2 separate regions of the Sus scrofa genome follow, and region 2 is linked to region 1. The links are chromatin contacts, called in public promoter capture Hi-C maps. All regions are on one chromosome and are shown on one strand. Each heading gives the region's core, a stretch centred on a gene start, on an enhancer-like site or on the middle of the called end of the contact. The rest is flanking DNA. Distances are from core to core; before and after follow the strand shown. Region 1 holds the start of GLO1 (lactoylglutathione lyase). Region 2 holds the start of OARD1 (O-acetyl-ADP-ribose deacetylase 1).

Region 1 (6,799 bases), core at 1,501-4,000:
TGCTGTCTCCTTTCCAAGCCAGACCTTATCACTTATCTCACCTTCTGGAAGAGACTTTTAGGTGTCCTTATCACCTCCAGGATTGGATCCCACAATTCTAGGCTACAGAATGATTTGAAACCCTGAACGGTTCACAAACTATATAAAATACAATTTCCTTATAAGTGACATTCAAAGCTCTCTTCATAATTTAGCTCCAACCTACCACTCTATAGTCTCCTCCACTACTGCTCCACTGCTTAGAAATAACCTGAACTCAAAACACATCACTCACCTCTCCAGAACATGCTCCACACTGCATCTTTGTGCCATCTCACTGCATTTTTGCTCAAAGTTTCCCCCACCTAGCGTGCCCTCCCATGTGAGGGCCTGGGCTCACTTTCACCTTCTGCTTGATGCACTCCCTGACACTCACAGTTGAAATACAACCTTGAATTGTATTGCTTTTCATAGTTTAGAGGACATCAATACGTTTTCTCTTAATGCTGCTTTTACGAACTCAGCCCGAGTGCCCTACTAAGATCACTGCAGACAGTGACAGAACAGGGGATTCAAACCTAAGTCTCTAGACTCCAAATACCCTGAGCATACATCATACCACAAATGCTATCTTTGAAAAATCTCAACCTCCTGTGCTCCCATGGCACTTTAATTTTTATTCTATTTTACTTTTGATGCTGCCATTGCATACAAAAGCTCCCGGGCCAGGGATCCATCCTGCGCCAGAGCAGCAATTCAAGCCACAGTAGTGACAATGCTGGATCCTTAATCCGCTAAGCCACATGGGAACTCCTTACAGCACTTTATATTTTCAATAGCACATAATCTTAGTTCCATTTTAGGTTAGAGGGTATGTTTGGTGAAGGGAGGAACTTCATCTTGTTCATCCCAGTATCTCCCAAGGTGCCTACCAAGCTCTTTGCAAGTGAACAGTGATCAGATGGAGTGAATTCACTTAGGTTTAACATTTTTTTACTTTTCTTCATGTCAGGTTCCAAAATTACTGCTGTAGTTAGTACTCTAGAAACAGAACAGGGTGGAAGCTAGGAGTGTGGACTTCTTCTTGGGCAAACTACTCAACACCTCTGTGCCACTGCCTCCTTATATGTAAAATGTAGATAATTATGTCTTCCTCACAGGGTTGTTGTGAGGATTAAATCAAGTAATGTACTTAAAATAACAAACCAGGGCCCGACACATTCAACATATGTATCAGCTACTACTACATACTCCTTTTATGTTCCCCACGTGGTGCCTCAAAAAATGCCTAAGGCCATAAAAGTTACTCCAAATAAAAAAAAATGAGATTGTATGCAGTGTAAATTAAGAATGCAAGGAACTAACTATATTCAATCAATTTTATAAAGCTAGCCTTGAAATCCGTTGTTTTTTTTTTTTAAATAGTCTAGTACATAAAAAGCTCAGTTATCTGGAACATTAATTTACTCTGACTCTACATTATGTGAAATAACTAGGTATTAACATTAGAGAGTATAAAAGTAAAATGAATGTGAGAAGAAATATATATATATATTTACTTCTTTCCCCTTTAATTTTGCAGTGACTAACATTTTTCCTAAGCTAAGTACTACCAGGTGCTAGTCAAAGGCTTTAGCAATTAGAAATGTCTGAAGCTTCACCCTGCAGGCAAAGAACAAGTAGGGACTAAAGTCACCTACTGGTTTTAGAGGTCCGTACAATGCACTAACCGATCTCCAAGGCATTTAGAACTTCCTGAGTCAAATGAATAATACTAAGGCGTTTACTGATAGTGCTGAGGACTTTGGGGTAAACCTCCGGAGCGGCTGCTGGGTTTAATCTTGACAATTCACGGAGGCACCACGCCCGAGCGAGTTACACTGACTCACCACAGACACGTTAAGCAAGCTGAAGGGATGAAAGCCTTCATCTACAACTGGTCATTCCTTTTACTGAGTCTCAGCTGCAAAGCGACGGTCAGTGAAGGAATTTCTAAGATTCCCTTCGGATCTAAGCTCTGCGATTCTGCGGTCTCCTGAGGCCACAGCACAAGTGCGGCCGAAAGCGACCGTAAAGGCCAATCGAAAGCCAAACTGTGGGCGCGGTTAAAGTCAGGAGCCATGAATTGGTTTGCAGGAGTTAAACCCGGAGCCAGGACAGTTACAGAAAAATGACCCAGGCTGGGAGGGACCGGCCCGTAACCTTCGAACCTAGACTGGAGGTCTGAAACTGCTCCTCTTACCAGCCCTGGCTACTGACCTAGGGAACATGCACACACACAGACAAGGGCTCTGATCCTGGCTCAGCCGTGGTTTCCAGTTACCATCCCAAACCAAACAAATCAAAGGAGGGTCGCGCGCGGTCTTTTAAAAAAACTTCAAGAGACGGATCATCCCCCTTTGGACACTACTGGCTCTCTTCCCAGCCCACTCCGGTCAGCCCAAAGCGGGCGGAGCTGCAGGGGTGGCCAGACGGTATTCGAATCACCCAGCCCAAGCTGGGCCTGGCTGAGCCCGGGGATCTGCTCCCTTCAGGGGGCCCCAGTCGCGCCACGCAGGGCTTCGACTCTGGAGAATTAGGTACTGCGCCCACCTTGGTGCTGGGGTCCGGGTCGGAGCAGCAGGCGAGGGCAGCCTCGTCGGTGAGGCCGCTGGACGCGAGCTGCGGTTCTGCCATGGCTAATTGCGTATCACCGAAGACGGTCCCCGAGAATGCAGCAGCCTCCCACAGCCGCCCCAAGCTCCCTCTAACCAGCGACCACGCGACGGCGCGGCAGGGCGGGTGGCTGCTGACTTTCAGCCAATAGCTGCGCGGAGAGCAAATTCGCTTTCTGCTGATTGGGTTCCAGTGAGTGAGCGCCTCCGGCCACAGGTCTGCGCCCAAGACTACAATGCCCAAGGTGCCTTGCGTGTGATGGAGGCAAGCTTGAGGTAAAACAGAAAAACAAACAAAAAAACGCTGCCAGCTTGAAAGCGCGGTTCTCTCAGTTGCTTGATGACCCAATTTTGATTCTGTTTAACTGTTAAAGTTCAGTAACTACTATACCTCAGGGCTGCAAAGTGCTAGGAAGTAGGAATCTGGTGGAAAGAGAATGGGGAGTTATAATTTTTAAATGATAAGGATCCAAAAGTATTCTCTCAGTTTAAGCGGCACGGGATAATTAAAACAACTCTGACTTTGTCAAAAACCTTGGTTCAGGTTTTGGTTCCAATATTTATTAGTTCTAGAATCTTGGAATATTTACCGACCCTTCTCTGAGCTTCCTTGCAGGATTTTGGTGAGGATCACAGGATATTTGTTATGATTTCACTACTATCTAAATGTCCATAACTTGCAGTGTGTTTTATGTTAATTATACTAGGGCATATATTTTAACCGTGTTCAAGCGTTGGTTTGAATGAGGAGCAACGTTTGGTAGCGGAAATTTAAATTATTATAAACACTTTGGAAAATAACTTGACAGCATCCAGAAGTTAAAGATAACACATCCTAGGATCCACTATTAAGTATATATCCTAGAGGATTATTGTGCCTATACTCTAAGTATAAGAAACAAGGTTGAATTAAAAAAAAAATAGGTGAAGCCGAAATGTCCAAAGTAAGAAAATAGTTTATTTTCATACAGTGGAATAATATACGTAAGTGAAAATTAATGAATGTGGGGGACATATTTCAACATTGATAAATCTTAGAAATAGAAATGAAATAATTAATGTTATATAAGAATTCATATGATCAATACAATTTTTGCTAAGCTTTAAACTCTGCAGTGATATAATGTATTGCTTAGAGCTAAATATACATCCAGTAATGGCATCAGGAAGTGCCTGGGAATAAACAACTCCATTCAGGAACATGATTTCCTCTGTGCAGCAATGAAGGAAGCCAAAGAGGAGGGATACACTTGGGCTTTAAATGTTTTGACATTGTTTTACAGCTTAAGCTGGATGTTGGGTAAATGGATAGTTGTATTATTCTTTATACCTCTCTGTGTATCTTAAATATGTATAAAATACTTTTTAAAAGCTTAAAAGTAGTAAGTGCCACATACAGAAACAAAAGGGAAGATGGCAGTAGTGGGGAAGGAATAGTTTAGAATAGTCAGTATTTTGGAAGGCACAAATTCCAAATATGGTCTAGAAGTGGTTCTTTTCTTTTGTTTTCTTTTTTTTGGCCATGCCCACAACATCCAGAAATTCTCAGGCCAGGGACTGAACCTGAGCCACCACAGTGACAACACTGAGTCCTTAACCAATAGGCCACCAGGGAACTCCAGAAGTGTTTCCTTTTTGGTAGCAGGGCTATTAGTTTCCTAGAACTGATGTAAAAAATTTCCAAAAATTTGGTGGCTTAAAACAACCAAAATTTACTCTCTCACAATTCTGGAAGCTAGAAGTGTGAAATCAAGTTGTTGGCAGGGCTATACTCTCTCTCTGAAGGCTCCAGGGAAGAATACTTTCTCGCCTCTTCCAGCTTTTGGTGGTTCCACATGTTCCCTGGTTTGTGGCATTATAACGCTAGTCTCTGCCTTGGGCTTCATATGGCCTTCTTCACCGGATCTGAAATCTCTTTCCTCTTCCTCTTCTAAGGACACTAGTCAGAGGATTAAGGGCCCACAGTAGACCCAGGGTGATCTCACCTTGAGGTCCTTACTACATTTGCAAAGACACCATTTTCAGACAAGGTCACATTCACAGACAGACAGGTGCCAGAAGTTAAGTCTTGGACATAGTTTTTTTTTTTGAAGGGACACCATTCAACCCACTGCAAGGTACATATACCTTTTTTTTTTTTTTTTTCATTTTCGTTTGTAAAATTAAGATTAGGAGATCTATTCAGGGTATGTTTAAGACTTTTTTTTTTTAATGGCCACACCCATGACATATGGAAGTTCCTAGGCTGGGGTTGGAATCCTAGCAGCAGCTGGGGCAATGCCAGATCCTTTAACTCACTGTACCAGCAGGGGGTCAAACCCATACCGCCACAGTGACCTGAGCCGCTGCAGTCAGGTTCTTAACCCACTGAGCCACAGTGGGAACTCCTGTTTAAAACAATTTTATGGCAGAGTTCAGTTTCCTTAAGGAACATCATTTCATTATTTGCTTTGGTTCCTTTTTTTTTTTTACCTAAATAGAATGGACAGCTAAACAGGGTATAAGTGTACTGTTCAGCCATAAACCAGTTATCCTGGAAGCTTGAAGAATTAACTGTGGATAGTTAAAAATCAGTATTTATATTTTACATGAATGGCTGGCTGTGTTATTTGATAACACGATAATAACAAGATCACATGACTATGTTAGGACAATTATAACAGCAAATATTGATAATCTGTATGCTTTAATTGCACATTACCAACAACATCTAGACATTTCCAATTGCTTATCTTGACATTTTTATTTCTGTCAATAGTATCATCTTTCCCTCAGTCAATGAGGCTTGAAACCAAACATTACAGAGGTATAGATTTTTGTAATAGGAAAGGAACTTAGAGATCATCTTATCTCCTGCATTTTATTTTACAAATGAGGACAACCAGGACTAGAGCACTTTTACAATATGAATTTCAGAACTAATTAGTTGAGTTATTGAGTAGCACAGTCCAGGGCTAACATGCAGATCCCCTGATTACCAGTTCGGTGTATTTTTTTCCTGTACTACACACACTAATACTAATAATACTAACAATAACTAGCATTGATTAAACCATTACCATGTACTGCTGTACTAAGTGTTTCTGTGTACATTCCCTCACTATATTTTCAGGGACATTTAGTTCTCAGGCTCTTGGGCAGTCTAACCATTTAATGTTTTATATATGCTACACAGTGCTTTCTTTCTATTAAGCATCAAGAAAACTCTATGGAAGGTATACTTTTCCCACTTTTCAGGCATCCTCAGGTGTGCTATTATTTGGCAGTATTCTATGAACCTAGTTTTTTGCTAGACTTAATGAAACTACTGCATGGACCATCATGCTAACAAACTTAATACTGTAATACACATTTTTAGGAAAAAAACCTCTGTCCACAGCAGAGATAATGCCAGATCCTTAATCTGCTGAGCCACCAGGGAACTCCTAGTATTATTTTTTTAGAATATATTTTCAAAAGAGGAATTTGTAGGTTAAGGCATACAGATGTATATAATGCTCTTTAAAGGATATGATATTCTGTAATTTGTATACTATATCGGAATATACAGATATACTCCTGACTGGGAAGATGGCAGGGGTTAAACCTGCCACAACCTCATACGTGTCAAAAATAGGTGGCGAGAGACCCTTTATTACTCACAGCCCAATTAACAGGAGTATCACATGGGAGGCCAGTGCTGGGCAACGATATGGGCCCAGATGCACGCAGTGGATTGTGCGGCAGCTAAGGATTCAGGGCAAAGAGCTTAGCATCTTTTGTAGCAGGCAATAAACAAACTAGTCCCTCTCCCCTGGGAAGTGACGGTTGCTTCTTAGTCACACCATGGATGCTGTTACCTGCTTAAAATGCCTACACACTAGCTAAGGAAACAGCTCAGGGTCAAAGGCCAGAACTTGCAATTTGACAAACTGAGTAAGATGGGCAGGGCCCTGTAAGCTCTTAGGGACTGCCTTGCCCCATAACCTAATACTGTATAATCACTGCATGGTATTTCCTGATATGGATGGACCAGGGCTTATCTACTTTTACTTGTGATTTCAGGTGGCAGATCTTCCAGTTCTCATTTTAGATTGGTCTACTTGAAAGACTGGTTTTAACACCTAATTAAAATGGAGACCCATCAGGTCAGGGGGTGACAAAAAAAGCAGAAATGTACCAGAAAG
Region 2 (6,799 bases), core at 2,562-5,061, 2.2 Mb after region 1:
CTCCCAACATCCTGATAATTAAAACAGTTTAAGTATATTTTTTATAGAATAGTCTTGAGCAGTGATAACAAATGTCATAACTTCTCAGTTATGAAAGGTCCTCAGGAAAATCCACTAAATAAGGCCTGAGAAACCCAGACACTGCCATAAAACAATCTTTACTTTTCCCAAGAAGCCCAGGAGATTAGCAGGTGTACCTATTGTCTATTGTTTCAAAGCAACGTAGGTGAAAGTTTTTGTGCCACTTCCAAGAGATAAGCTGCATATCTGTAACAAGGAAGAACCCATAGCACCTAAAAATTTCCTGTTAAGTCTATTTATTTAGAAACTGCACATGCCTTTTTTTTTTTTTTTTTTGGTGCTCTTCAGGGCGGCACTCACAGCACATGGAAGTTCCCAGGCTAGGGGTCTAGTGAGCTGCAGCTGCCAGCCTACGCTACAGCAACACCAGATCCAAGCTGCGTGACCCACACCACAGCTCACAGCAACACCGGATCCTTAACCCACTGAGCAAGCCCAGGGATCGAACCCACAACCTAATGGACACTAGTCAGATTTGTTACTGCTGCACCACAACAGGAACTTTTTGTTTCTAAAAGAAGAGAGAGAGATTGGGAGCATTCCACACAAGACTGGACACAGCAGCCTTAAGGACAGCATTCAAAGAGATGAGAACACGTCCCCCTTTGGGGGACTGTCCAAATCAGGCTTGAGGTGAGCTGGCTGTGAGTTACCCAGCACCACCAAGAAGCTGCACTCTCTCTGGGACTGAAGACCATTCGGACAGTGGAAGAAGCCCACGCTGATGCAGGAGGCAGCAAAGGACTGAGTGTTAACTGGCACTGCATTTCATAGGGATGAATGAGAGAAAAACTCTTGGGGAATCCATCTCTTGAGACATTATTTGCTTATCTCACTATGATAAGCAAAGGAAAGATTATAGTATGGGCAGTATCCCTAACTTTTCCAAGTCTTACAGCCCCCGTCTTTGGTGAACATTAGAGTACTCATTCCCACGGAGCTGGGATGCAGTCTCATGCTCCCTTCTAGCCCAGTGCCACCACCTCTTGATCTGAGTTGGCTTTTTGAGCCCTTTGGCGGCTAGAACGGAACAATGTGATCAACACAAATGCAGCGCAGCCCATCTGGACACTAAACCTTAGCACATACTGAGCACTGGCCCCATCTTACCAAGTAATATATATATCGCCCATCTCTCTTCAGAACAGCCACTTCTCCAGATTTCTTTTCTAAGAAAAACAGTTAATAGTAACAAGAAACAAGAAAACCAAAATACTGATCGCCATTCTTAGATTTAAAAAAAAAAAAAAATCTTTATAGATCTGAGTTTATCTCAGAAGTAGAATTAATTTTCAATTCTGAAGAAAACTTTGCTCCTTATCAGCCTTCCCAAATACTGTATTCCTTAACTTCCAGCTTTCTTAATGTTTCCTCAATCATGTTTTCTTCACACCCTATCTTTGCTCCTGCTATATCTGTAAATATATCTACCCTCATTCATTTACAAAATTTGTCTACTGCCTTGAAGTATTTTCAAATGTACAGCATTTTTTACGTGTCAAATGTGTGTTCATTCAATAATCTTTTTACATACAAAGAGCTCATGTGTTAAGTAACTAAGCATCATGGGGAACACGGATGTATTAAAAAGTCCTTAATTATTAAAGACTATTCAATCAAGAGAAAGTGTCATGTTTACAAATAAATACAAAGCAGTAAGAAACTGATTTTTTAAAGACTGGCATCAGAATCACCAGCGGAGACTCGGATTCAGTAAGCCTGGACTGTGGTCTAAGCAACTGTTTCAGAAGCTCCACAAGTGATTCTAATACACATGTCTGGTTTAAAATCATTGGTAGAAAGTGATGGAAGGGATCTGTAAGGAACTTTCTAGACTCCTCTTTGAAGAATAAGTACAATACGGGTAAAGAAGATCTTGAGTGCCAAATTAATACCCATGGACTTGGTTAAAGCACTTCAGTTATGAAAGGTTTCAGAGAAGCAGTTATTATCAAGACAGATTTAGGAAGAAATTAAAGACTTTTACAAAAACTCAGATTTGGTAGGAAAAGGATCCAAACTAGAGGCCGTTTTTTTATGAAGAAAAACCTAATCTTCACGGTTAAAAGGACTCAGTGGTTTGGAATCCCACCCATACGGGTATATCTTGTTTCATAATCAAGTACAACAGGAGGTCAAAAGATGCTCTAGCCAGGGCAGATGAGTTGGAGCTCTTCTCAGAACTCACGTTGACTTAACAGTTCCTGCACCCCTCCAAATTTCTTCTTGAAGAGGACAGCTATCCCAGCGCCCATTCGACAATCCTCACTGATGCAGTGCGCTAAAGAGTCTGTCTTGGGGCATGCGAAAAGGTCTCCTTTCACATAAGTAATCTAAAATGTGCAAAGGGAAAGAAAATGTTTTATTAGATACCAAAAAAAAAGACGAAGCTACAGAAAAAGACTAAGCTATTTATTTTCCTTTACTGTGCCCACCACCACTTCTCCCCGCTTCCTCCTTTTGATTTAGTGACAAATCCTCAGAATTGAAAAAATTATCTAAAGCGAATTAAAGCATGTGTAAAACAAAGTGATGAGCGGCCTCTGCCTAGGATTTTATTGGCCTTTCTAAAGGAAATCAACAGAAGAGAGAAAAAAAGACAATTCAATTATTGGTTTAATTAAAAAGTGTTTATGCTTTTGACCTCAATTACTCTGAATTTCAGTTCACCAATAAGTTAATAGTTGTTACGCACTCTGCTTCCTTCTGAATCTTCATTAGGGCTGCCGGCCATGATAGAGTCGCTATTTCCAGAATTTAAGTGTTTCTTCAGCTATAAGAAGGGGAAAGGAAGTGAAAATGCTTAGGCAACCTGAATATATTACATTCAGACTGCCCCGACCACCCACTTACTAACTTTTCTGCCCCCCACCTATCGCTGAATGGGAGTTCGTTCAGCCTTCAAAAAGTAATGCAAAACTCTTCTGGGCAAGAAAGAGAAGCGGACGCCTGGGTTGGGGGGCGGCAGGGCTCCGCTCCCGTTTCGCGCTTTCCAGGAGAGAAAGGCGGCCCGAAGACACGCCTCCTCCTCTCCCCAAGCCAGCGCGGAGCAAGGCGGATTCGCAGTCTCCTTTTCGGTGCACGATCCAAAAGTATTTCCGCATTGGGTGTGGCCCAGAAGCAAAAAGGTGGGCCAAGGCTACGGTCCCGTTAAGCCGCAACAAGGGAGCAAACGGGACGGGGGCGGGGGCGGGCGTGTATACAGCGGGAGCGAGCACGAGAAAACAGAAGGCGGCCTCTCAAGGAAAGCTCCCCCCTATCTTTGGGGGGAAACGGGGGAAGTTTAGAGAAGCCTCCCATTCTCTCTCCTACCCTGGGGCGGATCAGCGAGGCCAAATGGCCTGTCCGGGGTCCCGTGGGAGGGAGCGGGGAGCCTCGTTCAAAGCTCCAACGTACCAGGTACCCTTCACCTGGAAAGGAGTCCGCCGTTAGGAGGTCCCGCCCCGCGGGGAAGGGCTCTGGTAGGTGGGGACCAGCGGACTAGTCCGCTTGTAGAGCCAATCCCACCACAGTCCTTAATTGCACGCACCTAAAATGGCCGCCCACCACCCGGGAGTGGGGCGGAAACGAGCCCTTCTAGCTAGCTAGCCGGACCTGCACTCTTTGGTGCTGGTCGCCGAACTTCCGGCGGTAAACTCCGTAGAGTATCCCGCCGCCGCCCGGGCATGCGTAACGAGATAGCGGCCGCGAGTTGGATAGAGCGGCGCTTGCGCATTAGTCCCAGGGGTGTGTCTCCAGAGGCCGCATAGAAGGGGTGGGCAGTTGGCAAAGGAATTGGTTAGCGCCTGCGTGGTCCTGTGCTCAGGGCGGTGTTTTGAGTTGAAGGGTCCGGCGCGTCAAGAGAGCGCCTGCGTATTCCTTCGGCCGGGGGAGGAATCTAATTAGGGAAGTGGGCGTGGCTTCATCGTACGCCTGCGCAGTGCTCTCTCAACGGGGATGGGGCGAGCCCAGAGCTCGGGTTAGGGGGCGTGGTCTCAGAGGCGCCTGCGCGGAGGCAGTTGGAGGGAGGCCCGATTCCCCTTTGTTCGGCTTCGCCATTTTGCGAGGCAGCGGCAGTGGCGGCGGCAGCGGCGGCTGGAGCCTCTGATTGGGTTTCGGGGTCCGGTACTGGAGCCAATCAGCGCGGGCAGCGAACCGGGGGAGCGAGGCACGGTGAGTGTGAGGAGCCAATATCCAGCGGCCCAGAGCCGGCCCCAGCGCCCCGATTGGCGGGTCTCGCTGACCACTCAGGAGAGGCCCAGGCTCCCGTCGAGCCCGGGGAGTCGAGCTGAGCCTAACCGAGCGGGGCTGCTGGCGGCCTCGGCTTGGAGCCTGCAAGCGCTCCGGGGTACTCCCTGCCGAGGCCTGCAGAGGGCTGCCCCGCGCAGGGATGGCGCTCTCGGGAGCAGGCACCTTGGGGTCCAGCCCTTTGCAGGGTGTCAGGGCCAGTTGGCCATGCGTCCCGGTTGTTTCTACCCTTAGGCCTAGGTTCTCAAGCTCCAGGCCCGGGGGTGGCGGGTTTGACTGCCACGAAGGCCCCCACGCTCAGGTATACACACAGACACACACACGCGCGCCCGGGCCTCGGCGGTTTTCTCCTGGTCGTTCGGCCTCACTCTTTAGCCTGCCCTAGCACTCACCACGCTCTAGCCCTGGAAGGGAAATCACTCCCCGCGGGGCCCGCGCACCCCACTTCTCCGTAAGCGGGTCTGGGTATCTCAGTCCTCTTGAGTCGGGAGGGAGACCCAGGGAGGACGCGCGCCCCGGCCACGGGGCCTTGCGTGCGGCGCGGAGAGGGGGGGGCCGGCCCGCCCCCGCCGTCCCTTTGATCCGTTAGTGCGCCCACTCCCCGGTCTGGCTGCGCCCCTCCTCCCAGCTCGGCCCGGGTCTCCAGCCAGGCGCCGTTACCACCCACTTTAGGCTCGTCATTTCCTCTCCTCCCCGCCCGGATCTCCGGGGCAGAACCGCACACCTCCGTCTTGGAGCCCAACCAAGCAGTCTGCCTTTCTTGCCCGGGCTGTAAGGCCTGTCCATTCGGCGCCTGGAACTTCAGTCTTCGAAGATTGCGAGCCCTGTGCATTCTTTTTCCCGGAAGCTGCACAACTTGTTTTTATATCACTGGCATTTTTTCTTGTTGCTTGGTCTTGTGAACTCTCGCTCCCTTAGGAACGTAGTACAGTCCTTTTTCTTTCACCTCTCTGTGTCGCTTTGAATGTATCAGGCTTCACTCATTAGCTCAGTCCACAACCATCCCTTGGTTTGATTTTTTGCTAGTATGTTGACGTTTTCTCAGTTGGTGTTAATAGAAACTTAATGGTCTTGTGGGATTTTCGTTAGGGTGAGAGAAAATCTCTGTTGACAGCCGAGCATGGAGCAGTTGGTGTGTACCAAGCATCCATGTATGTGCTGAGAGGAGAGTGGGTAAGGAGGTCGATAGGAACCTCCCCAGCCTGGTGGAGATTGACAGGTGACCAAGTAATTAATACTTTACGGTTTTGTGCTGTAACCGGACCAAGTTCAGTTCCGTGGTCAACTGACGTGTTGAGCTACCAACAGCCTCGGAGGGCTCTGCATTGCCACTCTTTGGACTGGCAAGGATGATGGGATTTCTTCGGACGATAAGAAATGGAAGAGCATTGCTCATAAAGAAGCACGTGCCAACGCTCCAAACTTTGCTGTATGTTGGAGGGGGAAGAGTTTATGCTGGAAAGCCCATTTGGTAAAAACAAACAAACAAACCAAAAAAACGCTTGTATATCTTGCCAGGGAATTTTTCAGAAGCAGTTATTTTGTGGCGATCCAGACAGGAGAAATCCAGGAGCATTTTTAACTCCCTAGGATTGGAGAAATAAGTTTCTGGCTTATGGGGTTCTGCTCCACAGCAGTGGCTGATGTTGATGGAAGAAAGGGAGATTTCCTTTCCAGGACTTGAGAAGCATGTAGCACAGCAGTGCTTGCCACATAGAGTAGGCTGTGTATGGTGCCCATTTTTATAATCTCATGTGCAGGTCATCCAACTGGTAGGTTTCAGAAAGCTAACCCAGTACTGTCTCCACTGCTAAAAATTTGGGGACAGGTTTTGTTTTCACTTTCTGGAATGAGTTTTTGATTGTTTAAATCATTTAAAAAATTTATTTAATTCTTAAAATAACTATTAATAGATGGTGTACTATGGCTTAGATTTTAGAACACATACATTGGCCTTTGGACTAGATAGATACCCTGGTACTTAAAAATGGTTATAGCTGGTCACTTTAAAACCAGCAACTATTTTTGCTGAACTTCTTTAAGAGACACTTAGGCTCTGATCATTGTAGACCACTCTGGAGACTCCACTTGCCCGCAGAACTTTCTTTGCCTGGAATTTCGAGAGACAGTAATCTGGCCTTTAGCTTTCTCTCAACATGTGGCCTTTTAGTCTGCTGTTCATATGTGGAAACTTCTCTGCCCTTCATGCTGTCTTCATTTGGAGTACTCCATTCCCCTCCACCCCAATCACATGGACAAAGCCTTCTCATGCTTAAGACAGATCAGATGTCATGTTTTTCTAAAGCCTTCTTATCTACCCCAGTTGGAAGAATTCTGTCATCCAAACTTCATATTGCTTTGTTTCTCTCTCAGGGGTTCATTACAGACTTTTACTTTTTACTAAGTTTAAAGACTCTTTGAAGTTAGAATTTTCGTCAGAGTTTTCCTTTTATTTCTAAAACCTTCAGGACAGTGTCTGATAGGTGGTACA

Evidence for each region. Promoter capture Hi-C pulls out the DNA fragments that hold promoters and counts their contacts.
Region 2: a promoter capture Hi-C map of liver shows a contact between it and region 1, with 4 times the contacts expected there. The contact joins the promoter of OARD1 here to the promoter of GLO1 in region 1. A contact is called at or near these places in 2 of 5 promoter capture datasets (fetal liver and liver) and 1 of 47 Hi-C or Micro-C datasets (embryonic fibroblasts).

Annotation. Positions count from the first base shown.
Region 1 is chr7:34,180,810-34,187,608 of Sscrofa11.1, forward strand. It overlaps GLO1 (lactoylglutathione lyase), which reads right to left and starts at 2,751. Exons shown (of 6, transcript XM_001927957.5): 1 at 2,572-2,751. The coding sequence starts at 2,655.
Region 2 is chr7:36,382,597-36,389,395 of Sscrofa11.1, forward strand. OARD1 (O-acetyl-ADP-ribose deacetylase 1) reads right to left here and starts at 3,812. Exons shown (of 6, transcript XM_005665959.3): 1 at 3,676-3,812; 2 at 2,777-2,854; 3 at 2,270-2,414; 4 at 1,192-1,250. The coding sequence starts at 2,815. NFYA (nuclear transcription factor Y subunit alpha) reads left to right here and starts at 4,119. Exons shown (of 10, transcript NM_001243295.1): 1 at 4,119-4,233.